Regions from separate parts of the Macaca mulatta genome. Here region 2 is linked to region 1. Evidence: chromatin contacts called from public Hi-C data. All regions are on one chromosome and are shown on one strand. Each heading gives the region's core, a stretch centred on a gene start, on an enhancer-like site or on the middle of the called end of the contact. The rest is flanking DNA. Distances are from core to core; before and after follow the strand shown.

The links. Hi-C and Micro-C count contacts between places; a contact is called where the count stands out from the background.
Region 2: a contact with region 1 is called in a Hi-C map of CD4 T cells, with 2.5 times the contacts expected there. The contact joins the promoter of TMEM50B here to the promoter of DONSON in region 1. A contact is called at or near these places in 2 of 14 Hi-C or Micro-C datasets (CD4 T cells and liver).

The regions. Positions count from the first base shown.
Region 1 is chr3:13,795,680-13,798,728 of T2T-MMU8v2.0, forward strand. It overlaps DONSON (DNA replication fork stabilization factor DONSON), which reads left to right and starts at 1,358. Exons shown (of 11, transcript XM_015132987.3): 1 at 1,358-2,975. The coding sequence starts at 2,661. It overlaps CRYZL1 (crystallin zeta like 1), which reads left to right. Exons shown (of 13, transcript XM_077995803.1): 12 at 81-130; 13 at 1,358-1,936. The coding sequence ends at 1,372.
Region 2 is chr3:13,899,059-13,901,970 of T2T-MMU8v2.0, forward strand. It overlaps TMEM50B (transmembrane protein 50B), which reads left to right and starts at 1,593. Exons shown (of 7, transcript NM_001266579.1): 1 at 1,593-1,723.

The DNA of each region.
Region 1 (3,049 bases), core at 108-2,607:
GTGATCTGCCTGGCATCCTCTGTTTATTGAATGGTTTTATTTAATTCTCCTTTACATTGCCACCTTAACAATCCTTCCAGCTACGTATCTTAAAGGATGTGATGGAGAAGTTATCAACTGGTGTTTTCAGGTACGCTAAAGTAACCAAATCATTGTTGTTTTTCTATTTTCAAGGAGCTAAGGCAGGCAGTCCCACTTTTGTTTTAGCTCTCGCCATGTGCCTGTTGCCTCCATATTTTATTATTAGGTTGGTGCAAACATAATTGTGGTTTTTGCCATTGAAAGTAGTGGCAGAAACTGTAATTACTTTTTTACTGACCTTATATTTCATTTAGATAAATAGCTGCTCTTTAATATTTATCAAAGTGTATCTGGTGGCACACCAGTAGGTACTCCCAGAAATAGAAGTGGCTTGTGAGTTTTCCTCACTCCATTATATAGTGTACCTCACCCTTTGCTTTTCCTCATCACCCCTCCCAAAGCAACTTGAAATAACCAATAGCTTGAAGGAGAGAAAACCATGGTATATTTGTTTAAAGTTGAATGTTTATCACTTATAAAAGAGGGAGTAGGCCGGGCGCAGTGGCTCACCCCTGTAATCTCAGCACTTTGGGAGGCTGAAGCGGGTGGATCACCTGAGGTCAGGAGTTCGAGACCAGCCTGGCCAACATGGCAAAACGCTGTCTCTACTAAAAATACAAAAATTAGCTGAGCCTGGTGGCAAGCACCCATAATTCCAGCTACTGGGGAGGCTGGGACAGGAGAATTGCTTGAACCTGGGAGGTGGAGGTTGCAGTGAGCCAAGATCTCACCTTTGCACTCCAGCCTGGGCAACGAGAGAAACTCCGTCTCAAAAAAAAAGAGGTAGTAAATAAAGAAGATAATTTTTTTTCCTTCAAAACTTAACCACTTTTAACATTGGAAACACTAATGGACAAATTTGTTTGAATTACTTAAAGTAATAGATTTGAGGCTGGGTGCAGTGGCTCATGCCTGTAATCCCAGCACTTTGGGAGGCTGAGGTAGGCGGATCACTTGAGGCCAGGAGTTCAAGACCAGCCTGGCCAACATGGTGAAACCCATCTCTACTAAAAATACAAAAATTAGCCAGGCTTGATGGTGCATACCTGTAATCCCAGCTACTCAGGAGGCTGAAGTATGAGAATCGCTTGAACCTGGGAGGCAGAGGTTGCAGTGAGCTGAGATCGTGCCACTGCACTCCAGCCTGGGCAACAGAGCCAGAGTCTGCCTCAAAAAATTAATAAAGTAATAGATTTGAGCACTAGGATTTGTCATATACCACCCCATTTGTTCTACTTTAACTTGACCTGACATTTCTAATTTCATTCCTTCTCAGACCTCAGTTGGATGAACCCATTCCACTGTATGAGGCAAAAGTTTCCATGGAAGCTGTTCAGAAACATCAAGGAAGAAAAAAGCAAGTTGTTCAATTTTAATTTTCTTCTTTCTCAGACTTCAATCGGATGAACGTATTCCAGTATTTGAAGCCAAAATTTTATTTGGAAATTGTTGAGAAAAACCAAGGAAGAGAAAAGCAAGTTGTATTTTTAAGCACGTTTCCCTGCTAAGACAAGATGCTCAGTTGACACATTTGAAAAGTGTTTGAAAAATTCTTGTGCAAATGATCAAGATAATTCTATAATTAACATCTTAAGGGAATTTTCTAAAGGCCTTTTCATTATTTCTATATATTTTGCCCCTGCTATAAAATTCCTTCCATGAAGAAAACTGCTTTCAGCAAAAGCCACACTACTCTATTGATAAAGCTGTTGCAGGCCTTTGCTAAGCTATCAAAGTAACGTATTAATTTTCTGTCAACTCCGTTCTCAACACCTTCCTTAAGTCTTTGCTGTCATCATTTAAGCATTTGAGTATATTTTGAAGTCTTAAAGGACCTAGCCCATAGGCACTTAAATTTTGTGTTTTCAACTATTCATTCACTCCGGCTTTCCCCAGGATCAAAGAAGAGGATCTCATTAACTTGCCAGTGGCCGCTGCCTGGAAGGCTGAGATGACCAGGCACTGGGAAGGGGGAAGGGAGGTTGTCGGGAGGCTGCGCTGGCATAGGAAGCGTGCTGACGTCTTATCTGAGTTCTCTATTTGGGGGTTGAGGAAGGTGGCCTAGTCCCCTCTCCTTGCCTATTGAGAGCAGCAGCCACTGCCCTCTCTCAAGTTTGTGGAAGCAGCAGCCCATGGCCGCAGCTCAAGTTTGTTTCCTTTTCATCCAGGCGCCAAACCCTGGGCTGATCACATCCCTGCTGCGGGCTTAAATAGCGTTCAGCTATTTCGGTGCCCCACAGGGTAGTGCACATCAGCGCCCTGGATCGCACGCTTTCCAGAAGCGTCGCTGAACCTGGCGATTGGACTCCTGTCGAGGACCCGGCAGAAGCGCCAGGGCAGGGTCACCGCTAGGACAGTGGGAGTTGACGGCCTCCGGGGATCGCGGCCGTGGGCTGGGTCTCGCGGGCTGCCAGCTGCGCATGCTCCGCTAGGAACCGGCGGGGGCGGGGCGGGGCGGGGCGGGGCGGGGCGGGGCCGCGTCGGGGACTGGAGCGAGGCGCGGCGCCACGTCGGGGGCGGGCCCGGCGAGCGCGGGAAGGCTCTGCGGAGCGGCCGGCAGTCCTCAGCCTTCTCGCGTCATGGCCCTATCGGTTCCCTGCTACTCACCCAGCTTCCGAAAGCCGCCCGAGGTAGTGCGGCTCCGACGGAAGAGGGCCCGGAGCCGTGGAGCTGCCGCCTCCCCGCCCCGTGAGCTGCCGGAGCCGGCGGCCCGCCGAGCCGCCCTGGCGGCGGGGCTGCACCTTCGCCCTTTCCCTGCCGCGGGGGGCAGAGGCGGTGGCGGCGGCCCGGCCCCTGCCCGGAGGAACCCTTTCGCCCGCCTGGACAACCGACCGCGGGTCGCCGCGGAGCCCCCCGACGGGCCGGCCCGCGAGCAGCCGGAGGCGCCGGGCCCGGTGAGTGTCTTGTAGCCTGGCCGCCAAGGGGCTCTGTCATGGGTTGAGCCAGCTGTGAATCGGGGGTGGAAAGT
Region 2 (2,912 bases), core at 343-2,842, 100 kb after region 1:
CCCGCAAATAAGTGATGAGATTTGGAAACTTCTAATTGTCCCCTAATATCTAGTTTTCCTTCCTTAGTACTGAAACCCCATTTTCCAGGCTTCTTCGCAATTTGGTGTAGTCAAGTGACTATTTTAGTAGCAGAATGAAAACAAAAATGGTACATGCAACCCCCGCCCCTTTCAAAAGGTTCTTAAAGAGAGGAGAGTGTTCCCTTCTGCATCCTCTCTTCTGGTGGAACGCCAGCATTGTGACATATTTCAAAAGTAACTTATTCAGCACATATTTATTGAACACCTAGATCCTAGCCCATGTATAAGAGCTATAGGAGAACATTATCCAGGATGGCGTTTTTGGTGATAATTCCATGATGCAAAACCTTTAACTTCATTATACCTCAAGTAAAATGCTTTTTAGATTTCCATTGATAATTACTTGGCTGGGCACAGTGGCTCACGCTTGTAACCCCAGCATTTTGGGAGGCGAAGGCGGGTGGATCACCTGAAGTCAGGAGTTCGAGATCAGCCTGGTGAAATCCCGTCTCTACTAAAAATACAAAAATTAGCCAAGCATGGTGGCGTGCACCTGTAATCCCAGTTACTGGGAAGGCGGAAGTGGAAGGATCGATTGAACGTGGGAGATAAGAGGGTGCAGTGAGCCAAGATCACACCACTACACTCCAGCCTGGACAACACAGCAAGACCCTGTCTCAAAACAAACAAACAAAGCACCCAAAAAACAAAGGTCAACTTTTCCCCAAACAACTAAATGGTTATACGCATTTCTGTAGGAAATTCAGACGGGGCTTCCAAAGGCTGTTAAAGTTATGTTGCAAATCCAAGAGGCTGAAAGATACCTGACTATAAGAAAAACAAACAAACAAACAAAAAGATATCTGACTATAAGAAAGACAAAAAAAAAAAAAAGACAAAAATCTGCGTGAATAGACGGGAAAGCGCCGAACAAAATCAGAAGACTAGTTGTATTGTGAGGATCACCTCGGGTAACCAGCAGTCGCTGAGTAGCCCTGGTTGACTAACTTCAACTTTCTGGGGCTCAATTTCTGAATTGAGGGGATTAGAAAAAGGCATCTCTAAAGACCCTCCGTTTCCTTCGAGAACCCTCCCGAAGCACCTTCCCTACTCTGGGCAGCTCGCAGACAAGGCTGATCGGCCATAGGCGAAGGGAGACCCTGGTCCCCCGAGTCTCGAGTTCCGTCCGCACGTGATCTCACGGTACTGCACTTCAAGTCTGCGTGCAGAAACGCAGCAGTGGGAACCCGGCGGCGGTCGCCCACCCGCAGGGGATAGGAGACGCCTGTCTTACTCTGTCCCCAACCGTAGGTAGTTGGGTCTGGACCCCGGCTCCGGGAGCCCAGCAGAGCAGCGGTCCCCACCCCACGGCTGGGAGCTCGCCCTGCCCCCGGCCGGCCACTTGCTGCACGCGGATTGGTCGCTGAGCAGCGCCCGGCGTCCAGCTGCGCCCAGCCAACGCCCTCTCCCCGCCCCCTCGCGTCCCGCCCCGCCCCCCGCCGGCCACTTGCTGCGCTCCGATTGGTCGCTGCAGTGCGCACGGCGCCTCGCCCCGCCTCAGGGGCGCCCTAGCCTCGCGCCGGCCTACAGCTCCCGGCTCCCGGGGCTGAGGTGGAGCCGGTGGACGCCGGCCGGGCTGTGGCGCAGCAGTGTCCTTTCTGCGCGCGCGCCTGAAGTCGGCGTGAGCGTTTGAGGAAGCTGGGTGAGTCCTGTCTGCGGGTCTCCGGCGCCAGGCAACCCTAGGGGGTTCGCGCCCGCCGCCCGCGCGTAAGGAGGCGCCCTAGTCGGGCCCGACCCGGCCTTCGGGGGGCTGTGGCGCCGCCCAGCCAGGTTTTCCCTGTGCTCGGCGCCGGCCTGCAGACTCGGGCCCGCGGAACCCCCGCCGCCCCTTCTTGCCCCTGCCCGCTTCCCTTCGGGCCGGCCGTGACCGTGGCGCCGCGGCGACCCGCAAGCAGCCCGGAGAGGCCTCCCTGCCGCTCTGTCGCGCCGTCAGGTTGCGTTCCTGGGGAGGGCTGGAGAGGTTCCATCTCGTGCCTTTCACCTTCTCGGGCGGCGGGCAAGGAGGCGACGGTTTTCGGGACGCCCTGCTGCGGCCGCGACGCCCTCCCAGGGCCGGAGCGAGGGGCCCGGGGGAGCTCTAGCCCTTCTTCGCCCCTCTCGTTTGCCCCGAACCATTGCTAGGAAGCTGCCCGTGTTTTCTGCACTTTTCTGATTTCATACTTAACCAGAGTCAAGTACAGAGGCGGGAAGGGAAAGGGAAGGGGAACAACATTCTTTCGAGAATTGTAAGCCTTGGGCCCCGTTAAATAAGTAGCAGCAGAGCATTGTCACTGGAGCAGTGGTAGTCGCGGGTAGGACCGTTTCGGTTTTAGGCCGATAAGCTGGTTAAAGGTACTTAAAACAGTACGTTAGAAGGTGCTGAAATTCTAAAATAAATATGTAACCTTTCAAAACCAAAGCAGTGAGACGGCCTGGGCTAGGCTGCTCCCCGCTGCGCGTGCCTGGGTCGGGGGGTGCGGAGGGGCAGGGAGTGGAGGCCTCTGATGGGACGGGATGGGAGGGAAGTGGCATCTGCATCGTCGCGCTCCAAGACCAGACTTTCTCTTTTCGGAGGATCCCACCTCCCCTCTCAGACTCTTCATCCTACCTGCACTGTGGATCCCTTGACACTTCCAGAGGCTCTGAACTCTCAGGCCGGTCACACTTTTTCATCATTTTGTCTCTTCTCGTCTTTTAAACCTGCATGCATTTCAAACGTAGAGCAAACATTAAACATTTTTTTTTAAACTGAGGATAGTGGTGCAAGACTTCTTTCTTGAAAGGCAAACCAAAAGTTACCTTGAATATTGATCGCGCTGGAAAAGCAGGTTTAATCAGACTGAGGTGGGGAC